Linked DNA regions of Anas platyrhynchos: region 1 is linked to region 2. Evidence: chromatin contacts called from public Hi-C data. All regions are on one chromosome and are shown on one strand. The core of a region is the stretch at or near the end of the contact, and the rest is flanking DNA. Distances in the headings are between cores, read along the strand shown.

Region 1 (5,915 bases), core at 2,682-5,181, 38 kb after region 2:
ACTTCATCAGCAATGCTTTTTTTCCCAGCTGAAAAGCTCCTGAATGGTGAAGTGGGGCTGCAAGGCTGGAGTTAGCAGAGGAAAAAAAAATGCCACCTTGCCCAGCCCCTGGTTAGATCAGCTTACTTACATCTCCAAGGAGAGGGGCTCAGAGTCTCCGTTGGTGCCATGCAGGGTGACAGAGAACGTGGGGTCAGCCTCTGCCAGGTTTTTGTAGCTGAAGACGTGCATTTTCATCTGGTAATGGTAGACTGGAGGGAAACAAGGAGAGCACACATTGAACCAGCTGTGTGAGTTGAAAATACTGCTCAGAATTACTCTGTGAAGTAGCATTGGCTGGCAAAAGCCGGACCCTTTCCTTACTTTTTTTTTTTTAAGAGCAAAACCAAATCAATCTACGGAATTTCAGGTGCACCCCGCGCTTCCCCTCCTAGAAATCAGCCTTGGCTCTTTCAGAGGGAGGCAGCGTACCTTTGAAGGGCATGTCAGCTCTTGTTTTTAAGTACATCTTGCTGTTCCTTTTGTTCCGCGTTCTCCTGGCGTTGTAGCCGATGCCGCTGCAGCGGTTCTTCCGGCAGCTCAGGCAGATTCCCTTCTTGAAGCGACTGGAATCAGTACATTGAAACGCGAAGCTTTGTTTATCTTGGTTCACGAGGGAGTCCACAAACAGGTGCACAGACCGCTCGTGCTCACATTTAACCACTTCACCAAGTGCTAGAGGAGCAGAGCGGCAAGGGATACATTTTGTTTAAGTACTTGTCACCCCAGCAGCTGGTAAAGACACAGTGAGCAACACCTTTTTCAGCTGAATGAGGCCAAACGGGACTTTTTTTGGTTGGAAGAGCAGCAATTCGAGAGGTTAGTGCTAAATTCTTGAAGAGGATGGGTCGTTTAGGGCTTTATAGAGGATTCCAGAGGCAGCACAGGACAGCCATAGGTTATGATGAGGTGTTAGTAAGCGTTATTCAGAGCTAAAAGCAAGTCTAGTTTCCAAGGGTACAGACAGTTTAGGAGGGGAAAAAGTCATTTCCTCTGCTCTTGTGAAATCAACTCATCCCCCAGCATCAGCCCAAGTCTATTTGTGAGCAGCCTAGAGGTTAAAGAAGTGATGAGGAACTTACTCCCGTAGGCAATCGCTCCTAAGACATCGCTTAATCCGCAGCCGGGCTGGAAGTCTCCCCCGTTGGGGTAGATGTCAACGTGGCCCACAGGCATCTGGATCCCAATGCTCACCCCCAGCGTCTCCCTCGTGTAGGTGTGCAGGACGTCCACGAAGCTGGCATCGTCAGGGGAGAGGCGCTTGCTGGGGTCCACTCCTTCGAACATGGGGCCGGCTGGATCCAAGCCTGGCGTACCAGGTAAGAAATTGGGTTATTTCACACGGAATCAGTAAGAATTTGATGCTGGGAGCCCTCCCGGGCAGGTGCTACACAGCCAGACCCTGCCCCGTTGCAGATACTGCTCCCCAAGAGCCCTTCACCATGGGCTCACAAAGAAACAGATGAAGATATCCCATAAAAGTCTTGGGGTGACACCATCTAGGCTGCTCCATTTCCAGAAATTACATCCAACAGGCAACCTGGAGCCATCAATCCATGCCAGGTCAGTGACAAAACGCTTCAGAGGTGGCAGAAGACTGCAGACCAGAAGAGGTCTAGCACCCCACAGGGACTGCTGGCAGCCAAAGCTGCCTTGGCTTACATTTAGCTTATTTTCAGCCTGGCCATATGGAGGGACTAATAGGGGTTTAAGCAGCAGCCAGGTAATTTTTACACCTGAGATCCCATCAGGGCTTTGAGTCTGTTACCTCTGAGCCTCGCTCACAGCCTTAAATTGGGGAACAGCTCAGGTGCTTAACTTGTTTGGTGCTTTTCCTGCTTTACCCATAGATTTTTTTTTTATTAGGCTGAGGAACTCACTGCCAATGTCGGATTTAAACACTTAAAGCTCTCTTCTATCACATCCTAAGTTATTACACACTGAAATTGGTTTCTCTAAAGTACAAAGCATCCCATCCAAGATGCTGCCAGAATGTGGAGTTGATTTCTTTTTAACCAAGCATCCCATGGGACAAACTGGACCCAGGGGAGCTCACCCTCATTAGTTTGAGCTATGATTACAGAATCAGTAACACTCACAGGCTTCGGATTTTGAGCCCACATTTGAGTTCAGAAGCGTTTGAGATCAATGGGTCCTCAGATTTTTTCACTGACACCCCCCACACTTCGATATTTGCAGTTCAAAATTAAAATGGTTTCACGTGGAAAGAGAGCCGTGCCCCACACCGCAGCCACAGGTAGGAAGCTTGTCATTTCTGACGACACCAGCCCAAAACATCACAGCAAAACGAGACGAGGCTTTTTGGGGAAGCTTGCTGCCCCTGTTAGAGGTGAGAGGCTGCGTACAGAGCCACTTGCCTGTAATTCTGCCAATCGTCCCGTGGACGTGGTTGCCAGCGAAGCCAGCGACGTGTGCGCCCAGGCTGTACCCGATCAGGTGGACGTTCTCAAGCTTAAAAAGAGGATTTTCCTGCGAAGGAAAGAGAAATAATCCGAGCTGATCCAAGCAGCATCTCCCAGGTAAGCACCGCAGCGAGGCGTTGCTCCACTCCGCCTCGGGGTCGGGATTACACCAGCTCCTTTCCCTTGCTCGTGAGCAGCGGGGCTGGCGTAAACTCGGCTCCCTTGTGCAAGAATGGCTCGTGGAAGGTTGCCACAGCCCCCGTTCCCTCTCCCCCTACCTGTAACCAGTCGAGCAGCCGGGCTATGCTTCTCCCCACCACCTGCGTGTTGTTCACCGCGTCCGTGTAGAGCTGGTGGGCCAGCGAGAGCCAGTCCACCACCACCACGTTGGCCTCCTTCTCCCGCTCCTGCAGGGCGGCCACCAGGCTGCCCAGCCACGTCTCGAACATGCCGCTCATCTGGGGGAGAGAGCGGGGTCAGAAGCTGGATTTTAGGGCCCCCGTTATGCATTCTAGGAAGTTTTCATCTAGGATGTGTGTCCTGCCTCATATATGGGCTTCTCTGCAAACCCCATTACAGTGTGCTTATGGGGTAGGACAGCCAGGTTTTGACAGACCCTGGCTGTAATTAGCCACCCTGCCTCTTAGGGTGGCCACCTTATCGCTCGTTCCTCAATGATTTGAGGAAATCTGATGGATTGCAACACGATTTTTCAGTCCTGGAACTGAAGAGTCCCCAAGCAGCCCAGAAAAGGCAGGAGGGGAAAGCTTGGCAGGCTTCATCTGCCCTCTGCTGCTTCATTGAGGAGAGCGAATAAGGGACACGGAGCTACACGTGTCCCAACTACCACTTTTATGGGGTTAGCCCCATTTTAAGAGGATCAAAGCAGAAAAAGGACTGAGTTGTGCTCACCCCATGAGGCACGGAGCCATATGGCACAGGTGCATTTGGAGATTTGGGACTCCTCAAGCAACCCCTACCACACGGTACGGGACTCGTGAGGGGTGGCAGCACCCAGTAGGGTGGCAGCTGTCCATAGGGTCGCATCCCCTTGTCCCCCCTCACCCCCTGGCCCTATATAGGGTCCCTTTAGGGCTCACCGTCCAGCCGTGGATGATGAAGAAGCTCTTGGCGGTGGCGTTGAAGCCGCACTCCTTCAGGCTCCCCTCCTGCCCCAGGGCCAGCGGGCAGCCTTCGGCCTCGGAGGCCGAGTGGAGGCTGAACCTCACCCGTGGCGACACAGGGGTCGGCGATACTGTCGGCGACATGGGTGGCGATAGAGGCGGCGATAGGGGCGACCCCCTCCCTCCTAGTCCTCCCCCGTCCCCGCCTCGGTCCCTGTGGGGTCCCCCCTCAGCAGTGAGGCCGGTGCTGAGGAGGAGGAAGGTGAGGAAGAGGAGGAGGAGGCTGCTCATGGCCGAGGAGGGGGGTTCGAGGCTGTGGGGTTGAGGCTGGGGCCGGCCGGGAGCCGCTCTTATAAGGGGCCGCCTGTGGGGCGGCGCTGGGGGCCGCCCTTCAAGGGGCCGGTCCCATAGGGCACCCCCCCCCCTCCCTTCCCAGTGACGTTTATGGGGTGGGGACGGCTCGGGGATACCTATGGGGACACCTATAGGGACAGGGACACCTATAGGGGGGTGATGCCTATAGGGGGGTGGCGCTTATAGGGCCGCGGAGGTGGAGAGGGGGTGGGGGGGGCGCCCATGGGACACGCGTGGGGTGGGCTGGGGGGAGACCGGGGACCTGCTTTGGGATAAGAGCCACACACCTCTTTTTTTCCCCTTCTTTTTTCCTCCTTTTCCCCCTATTTCCCCCCTTCTTCTCTCCCTTTTCCTCTTTTTTTCCCCCTTTTTCCCGTTTCCCCCTTCTTCCCCCCTTTTTCCCCTCCTTTCCCCTCTTTTTTCCCTCCTTTTCCCCCTTTTTTCTCTCCTTTTTCCCTTTTTTTCCCTCCTTTTCCCCCTCTTTCCCCCCTTCTTCCCTCCCTTTTCCCCCCTTTTTTCCTCCTTCCCCCCTTTTTTCCCTTCTTTTCCCCCTTTTTTCCCTCCTTTTCCCCCTCTTTCCCCCCTTCTTCCCTCCCTTTTCCCCCCTTTTTCCCCTCCTTTCCCCCCGTTTCCCCCCTTCTCCCTCTCCTTTCCCCCTTTCCCCCCTTTCTCCTTTTTTCCCCCTTTATTCCCCCCTTTTTCCCCTCCTTTCCCCCTTTTTCCCCTCCCTTACCTCCTTTTCCCCCCCTTTATTCCCCCCTTTCCCCCCTTTATTCCCCCCTTTTCCCCCTTTATTCCCCCCTTTTCCCCCTTTATTCCCCCCTTTTCCCCCTTTTCCCCCCCCCTTTTCCCCCTTCTTCCCTCCCTTTTCCCCCCTTTTTCCCCTCCTTTCCCCCCGTTTCCCCCCTTCTCCCTCTCCTTTCCCCCTTTCCCCCCCTTTCTCCTTTATTCCCCCCTTTTTCCCCCTTTATTCCCCCCTTTTTCCCCTCCTTTGCCCCTTTTTCCCCTACTTTCCCCCCTTTTTCCCCTCCTTTCCTCCCTTTTTCCCTCCTTTTCCCCCCTTTTCCCCCTTTATTCCCCCCTTTTTCCCCTTTATTCCCCCTTTTTTCCCTCCTTTCCCCTCTTTTTCCCTCCCTTTCCTCCCTTATCCCCTTATTTGCCCTTTTTTCCCCCTTTTTTTCCCTCCTTTTCCCTCCTTTTCCCCCTCCTTTCCCCCTTTTTTCCCCTCCTTTCCCCTCTTTTTCCTCCCCCTTTCCCCCCTCTTCCCCCTTTATTCCCCCCTTTTCCCCACCTTTCCCCTCCTTTTCCCCCTCCTTTCCCCCCTTTTCCCCCTCCTTTCCCCCTTTTTCCCCTCCTTCCCCCCCAAAAAGATGCTCAACCCAAAGCTCGAGCCGGCCATTTTAGTCCATTTATTTACATTATTTATCCCACCCTGGACACCTTTATTCTGCGGGCATGAAAACGGGGGAGAGCAGGTCTCATATCTTCATTTTACACCCATTCCTCACCCTGTGGACCAAAAGCTCTGACCCTACAGCTCCGACCCTACAGGTTTTGAAGCACAACCCCTCGACGAGCGCCCTCGAAGCGGAGCGAGGCCCCGTAGCCCTTTCTGGCTCTGCTTGCTCCCAGCTAATCTCCGCCAGGTTATGAAACCACCTCACATGCTTCCACGGCGTCACCCATATTCCCAGGGACCTCTCTTTGTCCCCTCGCATCCTTCCGAACCCATTTCTTACACCACAGCCTCCGGATCCCCATCCCTGTGGTGTTTCGACCTAGTAAAAAAGGACTGAAGGGAAAATAAAAACGCTTCGGCTGCCTCTCCCATCACCGTCTTGACTCCAAACGGTCCCGTTGGTTGTAGTTTTACTCGACCACCGAGCCCCCGGCGCGTAATCCCGAGCTGAATGCCTTTGATTGTGAGGGAATATTTACAGCTCAGCCTGCCAGCGGCCCTACAAAGCCGCCCCGG
Region 2 (5,850 bases), core at 40-2,539:
AGGGGTAAAAGGGGACGAGGCAAGGTGACAGCATCACTTTTGTCCCTGTTACTGGGTTGGTCCCACTCTGGAGCAGGGGCTGGAGTCCAGAAAATGCAAAGCAGGACCCGTCAGCGCGGGCCGGGCGAAGGTTTATTTTTTTGTTGTCTTGTTTCAAGCAGCCCCTGCGAGCAACTGGTGTGTGCGAGGGGGTGGCAAAGGAGGGGGGGGTTGCCATGGCAAAAGGGGATTTGCAGGGAATGAATAGCTTGCTTTTTCTCCCCCGAAATGAATGGGTTGCTAAGACCTCCCCGCACATGAGGACTTGTAGGTGCTAGGTTTGGTGGCAGAAACCGCGCACAATATCCTCCCCCCCACCCCCTCCAGCTTTACGTTTTACACAGGCCTCTTAATACAACTCAATCTTATTACACACACACAAAAAAAAAAGTGATCTGGAGTGCAGATTGAGACGGACAAAATGCTCCCAGTGGGATCTATCTGTGCCTCTTCCCCAGTCCCCTCCAACGACAGGGATTAGCGGCGATGTTTGCACTGACTGTAACTAGGACATAAAGACCATGCTTCATTTCTTCCCATTCAGCTAATTCTTTACATTGCAGACACTACAGGAGCCATTTATGGTTGTGTTTTTTGTTTTTTTTTTGCCTTTGTGAAAGTGGGTTGGGGTGGGAGGGGGAGGTGGGGGGGAGAAATCTACTGAGGACACTGTTGGCGTCGCCAAAGAAAAGCATCCTTTCAGGCGTCAGCCCCCAGCCCTCCTCTGCTGGGGATAAAAGAAGCCGCATCTCATGCCATGCCATTTGCAGGCAGTGCTGCTTCAGGACAAGGACCGTGATGCATTTGCAGAGCAACTTTTAAGACAGAAAGTGGTTTAGGATGGTCGGTTTGACTTCCCAGATCAAGGGCCGTGGCTGTATCGGCACAGGGGAGGGCTCGCTCTCACTGTTGACCCATACCCTAGAAAAAAAAAGCACAATACGGCATCAAATTTAGGTTTTTATTTTTATTTATCTTTTCTGGGAGACTTTGGGGAGTCGGGACGTGACAACGTGGGAAGGGTTTGGCCAAGACCCCAGGGAAAATAGTTTTGCCAGCCACGTTCTCACTCGTACGTGCCAATTGACAGCGCTCGTGTTTTCCTCACAGTTGGAAGAAAACTTCTCCGGCGGCCCCAAAAACACTTGTGGGACAAGATTTGTGTATAGACGCTGGAAGCTAACTTGGTTCTGAGCAGATTTGTGCCATGACCTTGGCTTGTCTTGGGAGGGTGAGCGAGGCAACGTCAGCCGGAGCATCTCCGGGGGCATGGGATGGGAGAAGGGACAGCAATAATATGGCCAAAACGCCTCCTGGCTGACCCAGGGGTAGGCTTTATCTGCTCCAGAACTGTGCATCGATCTTGCCTCCGCAGACAAGTTGTGCTGACTCACTGCGGGTTCGGGAGAGGTTACGGGGTGAAATTGAGGCTTGTGAGATTGAAGGAAGGGCTCATAAATCTTTGTGGGTTGGAGGGCAGGCAGGGCTTTGTGTCACAGGCAGTGCTGGGACATGGTGACCCTCTCTGCCTCCTGGCTGAAGGCAAATCCTGTACAAGGAAAAGCTACAGAGCAAACCACGGAGCTTCAAAACACGCATTGTGCTGGTTTATTTCCTTATTTAATTGCAAACTTTCAGTCTGGGAGAGGAGAGTTGTGTGGTGTGGACACACCTCTTGTCATCATGGCTTGAAATTCGGTCCTTAGAGTTACGGAGCGTAATCCACCCAAGGATTAACCTGGATTTGTGCAGACAGGAGAGGAAAACTGACCTCAAATTGCCCCGTGCATCTTGGGTGACCCCAGCTAATGTGCCCCAAATGTGCGTGATATTGCATCTACGACGTCTCACCTCCGTTCTTGTCAGTAGGAGAGAGAAGAGATGAACCTGAGCCGTCCCGCGGGGAAATACAGCCTGGGCAAGGAGTTGACCACATGCTTTGTAGCGTGATCCTGGACGTGCTTGAAGTGGAGGATGAAGCCTGAGTACGTTTCTCTGCAGCACGGCGAAATATCCTCGGAATGGGCAAGACCTGGTATGCGCTGCGTGGTTCTGGGCTCCTTCCAGCGAAGGGAAAGTATGAAAGGTACCTCGGAAAAAGCCATGCTCATCCCGACAGATTCACCTGACTTTAATAAATAAGAACAGAGGAAGTCTGCTGTCGGATTCGGAGCTGTGTGTTGGCTCACCCCTCGCAGTCCTGTGCTGGGATTTATATCTCTAAACCTAAAGGATCAGGGATGAGAGGTGCATTTTGTTTCCACGGGATTGCCGTTGACTCAACTTCACGTTTTCATTTGAAGTCTGAAACAAAGATGGTTTTAGTTCATTGCTGTCTAGCGTGAGTGATGCTCTGCCCTTGCAAAAATGTAACATCCTTGTAAAATTTGGTGGTTTTCTGCTTTATCATCTTCCTGGTCAATCCGTGCAAGGAAAGAGATCAAACATCTGTGCTTCTCCAGAACGGAAACCAGTCATATTTGAATGAATTCAAAGTGAGGTCAGCACGTACGTATTGCCATCTGTGTCATCTTTACCTTGCCGATAGGAGAATTAGAAGGGATGATAGATGTAGGATGGAAAAAATAAATGCAACTGTGGCATAACTGCATTTCCCAAACTGGAAACACTGATGTCACTCTCATCCCATGTATTTTTGGGAAGTTGGTATTTTACACGTGCCAGGAAAATCATTCATATCCTACCTCTACTGGATACGTTTCAACAATGTGCTTAAGTTTATTGTTTGCAGTGTAACTTAACCTAATTCCTGTGCTCTTTGTGTTGTCTTTATAGCTAAAACCACGGTAAGAGTGGCCTGATTTGCATGCTTTGATATTAGGAAATGTTCTGAACTGCCAAGATGGGTCTTCAAAGAAGACCCAAGATGGCTCTTCAAAGGCAGGTTGGAGATCAAAACCCCTTTTAGACTTTCTGTTGTGAAAGCAGCCAGCATCGCACCACGTTACGTCGTGGAAAACATTGTAGGACACGAGGGAACCTTTTCAGTGACTGCTGTCATCACGAGACATCGTATAGATGGAGCTGAAGGTGACTTTAGGTCTTGTTGTGTCTTTGGCCAGATGGATGGACTCCATCCTACCCTATTTTCAATTTTTCAGTGGCCATATCTCTATTTTATTTTTTTTTTTATTAGTGAAAATTGCTTAATAATGCCAGGAAGCCAGCTAACAGTTGGCTCCAGGTGGATTACCTCAGTTATCAATTAACCCTAAGGGGTGAGTCAGAGCTTTCACTTTCATCTAGAAGCTCCGTTTCCTCATCACCCAATTTATGCAACGGTGCAGCTGCCGTGGGTACCTGCGAGAACTTGGCCAGAGGAGGAAACGCACAGACAATTAATTGCTCCATCACCAACTGCTGAAACTCTCGTAACTAATACAAACCAGGACATTCTCAGCAGCCCATAAATCATCGCTGCTTCCCACATCCAGTGTCTTATCTCAGCGTAAAGCAGCTTTCCACTCCCTAGTGTAGTTTGTCTGCAGGTTTCCTTTGTCTCTGAGAACATCTTCGGAATTAGCACCAAAAGATGCAGCTCACCTGCAAGGGGGAGTGCTGGTAGGTTGTTTCTGAGCAGATCTGTGATTAATTACTAAATTGTTCCAAGTGAGAAGAGTTTCTCAGGAGGGAAAATGCTCCTTTGTTTCAGAAATCCGAAAGCAACCAAAAAACTCTGAAAAAAATAAAAAAACCACTGAAGATGTGACATGACAAGTGAAGCTCATCACACATCTCTGGATGTAGGAACACCACTGGGCTCACCAAGCTCAGCGCAATGTGTTCGGCTGTCGTTTCAGCTCAGGTATCGAGGTGGAAAATGGGAAGTAAAGATAACCCCGTAGTAAAACCACCACCCAAGTTCAACAATTTCACATTGATTCCTGCATGGGTGGTGGCCCTGGCCACAAGGACAAGTGCTCTTAGTGCTAACAGAGAGTGCAATCACACCTGATGCTAATTAACCCATCAGCTGGGAGGGTTAATGAGTGAGGTTGTCCCCCTTCAATGTTGTGATGGGTTGGATAATGGGGTTAGAGTAGTAGGGGAGCAGCAGGAGGCTGGGTGATGGAGAAGCAGGATCTTCAAGCCGTGTAATTGCTTAGAAGTTGGTCTTTTGCCTTTACTTCTAGATGAAATATCTAATTTTGGAGGAAAAAAAAATAAATAAGGTAGGTGTTGGAGATGTAGAGAGGAGAAGAAGCTGTTTGGGTGTCTGCTCATTTGGTTCTGGTGGGATTTTGCTGTTTCTTCCATAAAAAGAGGAATATAGAGGCGTTGTATTTTTTTTCCTCTTTGGAGACTGACTGAAGAATGTTATACTCATAAATGAGCAAAGGGATTTTCCTTTTTTGGGGATATTACTCTGTGCAGTTACTAAACTGGCTTGAGAAATGTTTTCTGTCTAAAGGCGTTCAATGAAACTGTTGGAGCACTGATGGAATTCGGAAGAACAACATTTAGGAAACAAGTTACTGTGAATTATTCACTTATTTATTTTCTTAATGCTTGTCTACCTATTCTAACAGTGTCTTTTTTTCTTCGTTTGCTTTGCTTTATGCATCTATACGTTACTCCCAGAGAACATATGATTTCCTTGGATGGAAATAAGGAAGGAATACTTAAATTATTAATTTTAAACAAATGTTGGGGGAAGTGATTTTTTTTATTACTCTAATGTGAATACTTCTAATCTTCAAACCTACGGTTCACGTCTCAAATTTTCCCTTTATCATTTAAAGTGATTCTTACTGTCGGTGTAAATGTATTTAGAATAAGCTTTGATTTTTCAAGTCAATTCATGAAAATATGTACGTGTGAGCCTCCAGCTATTGTTCATTTTAACTGCAATGTTAGTGGAATAATAATTTGATTTTTTTTTATTGAAATATATTTACAAAACCAGATTTATCTTCGCGCTGGGATAGGAACGAAGACAACAGATTCCAGAAGTTTTACAGAACTGAAGAGCTGAGGCTTTTTGAAGATAAAACATGAGCTCATTTCCTCGTTCAGGGTCCCAGGAGCACTGCACGTTACCAAATCTCTCAGTGTGCAGCGATCTGCATACGAACCATCCATCTCGGAGCATTTGGGGAGTTAAGGCACACCCTTGCGTGAAATCCTTTGCATGTTTTTCCTGTTTTGCAGCATTGTGTTATTAGATACAAATTCTATTTGCAGTATAGCAGTCTTTGATCTCTTCTTTATTGTGTAGGTGAGCGGTATCTCACCATCTCACTTTCCTGCTGAAGAAGGAAAGGATTTGGTACAAGTTAGTCATAGTTGCTAGATAGAGAGCTTAAGGAGTTGACTTGATGATCCTTGTGGATCCCTTCCAACTCAGGATATTCTATGATTCTTAAGGAAGTAATCAACCTATTACTTTTTTCTCTTTTTTTATTTTTTTTAATGCGGGAACAAACCTCTTCTTGAACTCATTTGCCTAGGTATCTTCTTGCATAGTGATTTTTATGTTGGGACAATCCCTCTGGAAATGCTCTCCTCCTTCTCCTGGTTGTAGACGAGATGCTTCCTATGGAGACAGCTAGAGCAAGGTGGAACGACGTTTCCCATCAGTGTCCTCTTCACAAAGGTGTTTGAGACCTGAAGCAGAACTTGAGGGTCCCATTTCAACGTGCAATACTTGCATAATAGTATAAGTACAGTGGTTGTTTAGATTTCTAATTTTCCTGATGAGATGCAAACCCAAAGTCCTTGTGTTTCCTGGAGGTCCCAAAGTGCTTTTCTCCCTCTTACCTTTACCTCTCATTTCCTCCTCCTAGTTTC

What was found. A called contact is a pair of places that touch in the nucleus more often than the background predicts.
Region 1: a contact with region 2 is called in a Hi-C map of skeletal muscle, with 2.3 times the contacts expected there. The contact joins the promoter of LIPG here to the enhancer-like site in region 2. A contact is called at or near these places in 2 of 8 Hi-C or Micro-C datasets (skeletal muscle and small yellow follicle).

What each region holds. Positions count from the first base shown.
Region 1 is chrZ:2,137,859-2,143,773 of IASCAAS_PekinDuck_T2T, forward strand. LIPG (lipase G, endothelial type) reads right to left here and starts at 3,932. Exons shown (of 9, transcript XM_027446284.3): 1 at 3,563-3,932; 2 at 2,741-2,920; 3 at 2,418-2,529; 4 at 1,122-1,346; 5 at 472-714; 6 at 131-251. The coding sequence starts at 3,877.
Region 2 is chrZ:2,102,617-2,108,466 of IASCAAS_PekinDuck_T2T, forward strand. The region is part of intron 9 of LOC101791467 (a long non-coding RNA gene); the gene reads left to right. It overlaps LOC119714361 (a long non-coding RNA gene), which reads right to left and starts at 3,890. Exons shown (of 2, transcript XR_005261485.2): 1 at 1,891-3,890; 2 at 987-1,777. Within about 2 kb of position 1,290, at least 1 of the 8 cell types and tissues checked has an H3K27ac peak or open chromatin away from gene starts, as enhancers often do. A contact at or near this core is called in small yellow follicle, where this site is marked.